Linked DNA regions of Macaca mulatta: region 1 is linked to region 2. A link is a contact called in public Hi-C data. All regions are on one chromosome and are shown on one strand. The core of a region is the stretch at or near the end of the contact, and the rest is flanking DNA. Distances in the headings are between cores, read along the strand shown. Region 1 holds the start of KRBA2 (KRAB-A domain containing 2). Region 2 holds the start of SLC25A35 (solute carrier family 25 member 35).

Region 1 (3,093 bases), core at 410-2,909, 73 kb after region 2:
GACAGAGTTTTGCTCTGTCGCCCAGGCTAGAGGGCAGTGGCTCGATCTCGGCTCACTGCAAGCTCCGCCTCCTGGGTTCAGGCCATTCTCCTGCCTCAGCCTCCAGAGTAGCTGGGACTACAGACGCCCGCCACCACGCCCGTGTAATTTTTTGTATTTTTAGTAGAGATGAGGTTTCACCGTGTTAGCCAGGATGGTCTCGGTCTCCTCACCTCGTGATCCACCCGCCTCGGCCTCCTAAAGTGCTGGGATTACAGGCATGAGCCACTGCGCCCAGCCTCGATTTTTGGCTTTCTTGAAAAGGCAATGTTCTGGCTGCACTGGCGGCATTGCTGCCTGGCAATAACTGGCTGTAATAGGCAGCATCTTCCTTTGGATCAAGTTTGTCCAACCTGTGGCCTGTGGGTCGCATGGAGCCCAGGACGTCGGGACCTACTAACCTAGTCATCTTGCCCACTCCTGCAGATTTCTAAGCTTTCAGTATCTTTTTTTTTTTTTTTTGAGAGGGGTCTCACTTCGTCACCCAGGCTGGAGTGCAGTGGCATGATCACGGCTCCCAGGGTCAAGGCATCCTCCCACCTCAGCCTCCTGAGTACCTGGGACTACAGGCATGCGTCACCAGGCCCGGCTAATTTTTTTCTTTCTTTCTTTCTTTTTTTTTGTAGAGACGGGGTCTCATTATGTTGCCTGAGGCTTCAGTATCTTTTCCAAAGCAACATGAAACAAATGTGATCGTAAATCAATCAGCTTCCTGGTGTGATCTGTGCTGACGGCTAAGGGATAAACGGCTAAGTGATAAACGAGTTGGTCAGAGAAAACTGGAAATATTTCCAAAGCCATGTTTACTCCCTTCACCCACCTGTGAGTCTTTGCCTCGGCGGTTTCCGACTTGGAATGTCCTCGCATCGATCTTCCCAATCCCAGCCAGCTGAAATCAGCCTCCTTCCCGACGTATTCAGTAACTTCAGCTGATTGCCATCTGGACTTCATCTCAACACCTGTACCACACTCACTGGCGCACTCTTGATTTGCATCTGCAGTCGACCAGTTCAGATGTATGCAACCTAAAAAGTAGGGACGGAGCCCTCTGCCTGCCTGTACCCCCTTTGGAGGGCCCACGAATACAGAGCTGAGCACAAAAGGTGTTCAAAGGACATTTAGTCAAAAATGTCGCTTACAGGTAGATTGTCATTAGCAAGGCAGAGCAGCGGTATGGCCGAGTCTACGCTTGGGAACTCATTTTCTGACTCTTACCATTTACTGACTAAAGCAAAGTTACTGGAGCCTCAGTTTCCTCATCTACAACCCGGGGAGAGGACCAGTACCCATCACAATCGATTGCTATGAAGATTCAATGACAATGCAGATAAGGCACTTAGTACAGTGTCCCCGCACCGTCCACGCCACCGGGCACGCCCGCTTATTCCTGAGGACCGGGCTGGGGCGTCGCCTCCTTTGTGTTGCCTTCCTACCCTGACTTCGCAGAATGATCCCACAGCCTGGATCCACGCCCGTCCGCCAGCCAGCTCAGGGCTGAACGGCTGAGGCGGGTGCGCGGTGGAGAAAAGAGCCGCAGACTGAGGAAGGTCGGGAAAGAGAAAGGGATACACTAGACGCTGCGTCTGAATCCCCTCCACCCACGGCGAGCAGCAGCATCGCCGCCCCACCTCCCGCCGGCTCCGCCGGAAGCCGGTCAGCGCCAGCCGGAAGCCCCGCCCCCTCGAAGCGCCGCGGATCGGAGGAGCCACCGCTCTTCACTCCAGGCTTTGCCCGGCCGGGACAGCACTGCGGACCCCCTGCGGCGCTGTCCACCCAAATGACAGCTGCGACCTCGTCCAAGCCGGTGACTTAACTCGGGCCCGTTACCCGTTCCCACTTTGTTGCCAAGTCTCCAGCCTGGAAAATAAACTGGCTTCAGGTATCCTGTTTAGATCCTTAAAATGAGGAACGGCAGGAACACACACAGCGCTGCCACCTCACACCTTTTCACTTCATCCTGACGAAGCTGCGGTTCAGTTCGGATGTGTGAGGTTTTGGTCTGATGGCACTCACCCAGCACTTGGGCAGAAAATAAGGTAAACGGGGCCCATGGGTCCCTCAGAGAACCTGAACCTGAGATCTCTCAATCTAGACAAACAGCTTGAAGTGATCTAGATGCTATAGGAAGTCACAGAAGCTTCTTATCCTATTGAAAGCAAGACTTCCTATCCAATGGCAATACAAACTTTTATATACAGTAAGTTAAAAAATACAGGCTGTCCATATAGCAACCTATCTATAATAAGAAAGTTAAAAAACAGGTTCAAGAGGAAGTATTTCCAACTAGCTTTTCTTATAGGCCTTCTTCTCAATGAGACCCCTCCAGCTACTGATATATCCTCAAATGCTGCTGCCCACTATAAAAAAATATATGTATCAGTCCTAATTTCAGAAAAATTTTGACTGACAAATCAGAGGTAAGAGACCAGTCCACTGAAAACTAGGGAGTGTCATAAATCACCACACACAAAACACAGGCTCTTTGCTTCAAGTTTTAATCAAAGCTTTTATATAAGATTACTTTATTCCTGCATCTTCTCAATTGTTTCTTCCTTGTATTTGCCCTTTTCCTTTCCTACTTGGCGAGATTTGGCTTTCCGTTCAAGGATCTTTTTGCGGTCTTTGTCCAGTTTTAGCCTAGTGATAACCACCTGCAGAAAAATAAGAAAAACACACTCCCAAGCTTTAAATAATCACTAAAACACATGGGAAAGCCCAACATTCAATACCATTTCCCACACCTGGGGCAGGTTGATGGCTAAATAAGATTTAACTTTTTAAAAATTCCAGAAATTACTCTTTAGCCATCAAACCTGGCTTATTTACTAATTTCCCACCAACAAAGGAGAAAAAGGCAAGATGGCATCAGTAATTCTTATCATAGCCTCTTCTGTGCTTCATTGTAAAATGTGTTTCTTTTTCATTGAGAAATATGATTCTGCTCTTCTCACTCCAGTTTTACAAGCTGGCATATATATTTGTTTCTAAAGTAACTTCAGGCTGGGTGTGGTGGCTCATGCCCCCAATCCCAGCACTTTGGGAAGCAGAGGCGGG
Region 2 (3,089 bases), core at 106-2,605:
GGTTCACACAATTCTCCTGCCTCAACCTCCTGAGTAGCTGGGACTACAGGGGCCTGCCACCACGTCTGGCTAATTTTTTGTATTTTTTAGTAGAGACGGGGTTTCACCGTGTTAGCCAGGACGGTCTGGATCTTCTGACCTTGTGATCTGCCCGCCTTGGCTTCCCAAAGTGCTGGGATTACAGGCGTGAGCCACGGTGATCGGCTCCAAAGTCGATAATCTTAATCAATACATTCAATCGTGTCCATCAGATGGGTGTGTATAGGGCAGGTCAGAAGACTCCAAAGCCTACCAGCTCTTTCGCGATGCCTTTCCCTGCTTGCAGTGGGGTAGCACCCTGCCACCTATGCCCTTAGGAAAGACCAGGCTCCTATTCTACAACAAGGATCTGCCCTGAAGGTCCCAGGCAAGAATCCTCTTCTTACCATGTAGATGGGGCTCCCCAAGTAGGCTCCCATGATCCCAGCCATGGCCCCAGCCGCTGCGCTGCGGGCAGGACTGTGGGTGCCTTCGGCTGTGTGCAGGTAGCCCCCAGCCTCAGCCAGTCCATAGGTGCCCAGTCGGATGCCATTCATCAGGAACTGGTATAAGAGGGCGGGGGCCAGGCCTTTCTGCAGGGCAGCCAGGCCATCCACCTTGCCGATGGTGATGAATGCATGGAAGACATTTCGGTAGTGCCGCTGGTATGTGCCAGGGGCCTGCAGTTCTCCCTGCAACTGCATCCTGGTCTTCACCACCTCCAGGGGATTGGTGAATACACAGGCTCCACAGGCTGCCAGGCCACTCATCAAGAAGTCCATGGTGGGTAACTGTAGCAGGGACTGGCCCAAGAGTAAGAAAGTAAAAATGGGTGTCAGAAAGCGGGGTTGGAAGACAGGGGAAGGCCTGTTTCAGCAGTACAGGCTGCAGAAGGTAAGAATTTAGGTTTGCAGTCAAGGGTGTCAGGGTCAAATGTCAAGTGGTCAAATGGAAGTAGTCAGCTGGAATTTGGGAGTCAGGAGCTGGCAAGCAGGGAAGAGACAGAAGTCTAGGAGAAGCTTATGGCAGAACCCTCTGAGGTCAAGGAGGGGCAAAAGACAGAAGGTGACAGGTGGGATGGCTCAGGATGGCGGGCGACGGGGGCAGGGGAGTAGAGGAGGGAACCGCGGAGTTGGGAGATGGAAGCCAGGCAGGCAGGAAAAAGAAAGCCAGCAGGTTAGAGAAGAAAAGGATCCGGGAGAAAAGCCGGTGATTTCCTCGAGCCAGCAACGAGATCTGGATCCGAGAAAGAAGTCAGGACCCAGGCAGCCTTCGGAGCTCGCAGCAGCTTCAACCCCGGGTACCCTGCGGAGGCCGGGCCGCCACACTCCTGTCACTGGAGCGCTGGGCCAATGGGGAGCCTTCGAGAGCCGCCGAGGCCCTCAGCCAATCAGCGCCGAGCCCGCTCCGCGGCCAATGGGAGGAGCTCTCGGCGCTCCGGTCCCCGGAATCAGCCTGAGGCAGTTGGAATTAACTCTCCCGGCGCCACCAGCGCTTAGCCGCTGACTCCGGCTCCGGAAGGGAGGCCTGGGACGTGGAGGTTTTGTCATTGGCAGGAAAGAGACCTGGGTTCCCGATCGAACACAGAGGCCGAGCACAGCAGTTCCCTACTGGGGTGCTGGGACCGCCCCTTGGGTGGGCTGACGGCTCCCTTCTTTAGCTTCCTACCCCGGTTGTGACCGGGTGGGGTCACCTAAGTTCAGGTTCACGCCATGCTTGGTGCCGGCGCCCGGAGAGCCCGGAAGCCGCGGACCGGCCTGAGCAAGGAAGAGGGACACACCTGTGCTGCGGGGCCAGTCTCCCGAGGCTGCACCGGGTGGTGCAGCAGGTTCTAGCTCCCGGGCGGGGCTGGATGTGCCCGCGGCTGGCCGCGGGCGCAGAGGGTGGGAGGCCTGAAGGATGGAGAAAGGAACTTGGTTAAATCCTTAGGCTTTTTCTTTTCTTTTTCTTTGAAACGGAGTCTCGCTCTGTCGCCCAGGCTGGAGTTCAGTGGCGCGATCTCAGCTCGCTGCAAGCTCCGCCTCCCAGGTTCACGCCATTCTCCTGCCTCAGGCTCCCTAGTAGCTGGGACTACAGGCGCCTGCCACCACGCCCGGCTAATTTTTTTGTATTTTTAGTAGAGACCACGTGTTAGACCAGGATGGTCTCGATCTTCTGACCTCATGATCCGCCCGCCTCGGCCTCCCAAAGCGTTGGGATTACAGGCGTGAGCCACCGCGCCCATCCGAGATTTCGTCATTGTTTTAAATCTTGAGTTCATGTTGGGTGCGGTGGTTCACCTGTAATTCCAGCACTTTGAGTGGCTGAGGCAGGAGGATTGCTTGAGCCCAGGAGTTCGAGACCCACTTGGGCAAAATGGTGAAATCCTGTTTCTAAAAAAGAAGATATAAAAAAAAGAGATACAAGCTGGGCGCGGTGGCTCACGCATTGAATCTCAGCACTTTGGTAGGCCGAGGCGTGCGGATTATGAGGTCAAGAGATCAAGACTATCCTGGCCAACCTGGTGAAACCCCATCTCTACGAAAAATACAAAAATTAGCTGGGCATGGTGGCTCATGCCTGTATTCCCAGCTACTCAGGAGGCTGAGACAGGAGAATCTCTTGAACCCAGGAGGCAGAGGTTGCAGTGAGCCGAGATCGTGCCACTGCACTCCAACCTGGTGACAGAGCGAGACTCTGTCTAAAAAAAAAAAAAAAAAAAAAGAGAGAGAGATACAGTGGATGCTTTATTCAAATTTCCTTGGTTTTTGCTCAAAGTCCTTTTTCTGTTCCAGGATCCCATCCAGGATACCAAGTTACATTGAACTGTCATGTCTGTAGCTCCTGTTTTTTTTCAATCTTGTCCAGGCTGGAGTGCAATGGTTCGATCTCCGCTCACTGCAACCTCTATCTCCTGGGTTCAAGCGATTCTCCAGCCTCAGCCTCCCAAGTAGCTAGGATTACAGGTGCCCGCCACCACACCCAGCTAATTTTTGTATTTTTAGTAGAGATGGGGTTTCACCACGTTGGCCAGGCTGATCTCAAACTCCTGACCTCAGGTGATCTGCCTGCCGCAGCCTCCCAAAGTGCTG

Evidence for each region. Hi-C and Micro-C count contacts between places; a contact is called where the count stands out from the background.
Region 1: a contact with region 2 is called in a Hi-C map of fetal cortex germinal zone, with 1.9 times the contacts expected there. The contact joins the promoter of KRBA2 here to the promoter of SLC25A35 in region 2. A contact is called at or near these places in 3 of 14 Hi-C or Micro-C datasets (CD4 T cells, cortical neurons and fetal cortex germinal zone).

Annotation. Positions count from the first base shown.
Region 1 is chr16:9,871,420-9,874,512 of T2T-MMU8v2.0, forward strand. It overlaps KRBA2 (KRAB-A domain containing 2), which reads right to left and starts at 1,660. Exons shown (of 5, transcript XR_013406078.1): 1 at 860-1,660. It overlaps RPL26 (ribosomal protein L26), which reads right to left. Exons shown (of 4, transcript NM_001193566.1): 4 at 2,521-2,690. The coding sequence ends at 2,562. It overlaps LOC114673052 (a long non-coding RNA gene), which reads left to right and starts at 114. Exons shown (of 3, transcript XR_003723614.2): 1 at 114-2,075.
Region 2 is chr16:9,798,246-9,801,334 of T2T-MMU8v2.0, forward strand. SLC25A35 (solute carrier family 25 member 35) reads right to left here and starts at 1,356. Exons shown (of 7, transcript XR_003723612.2): 1 at 426-1,356.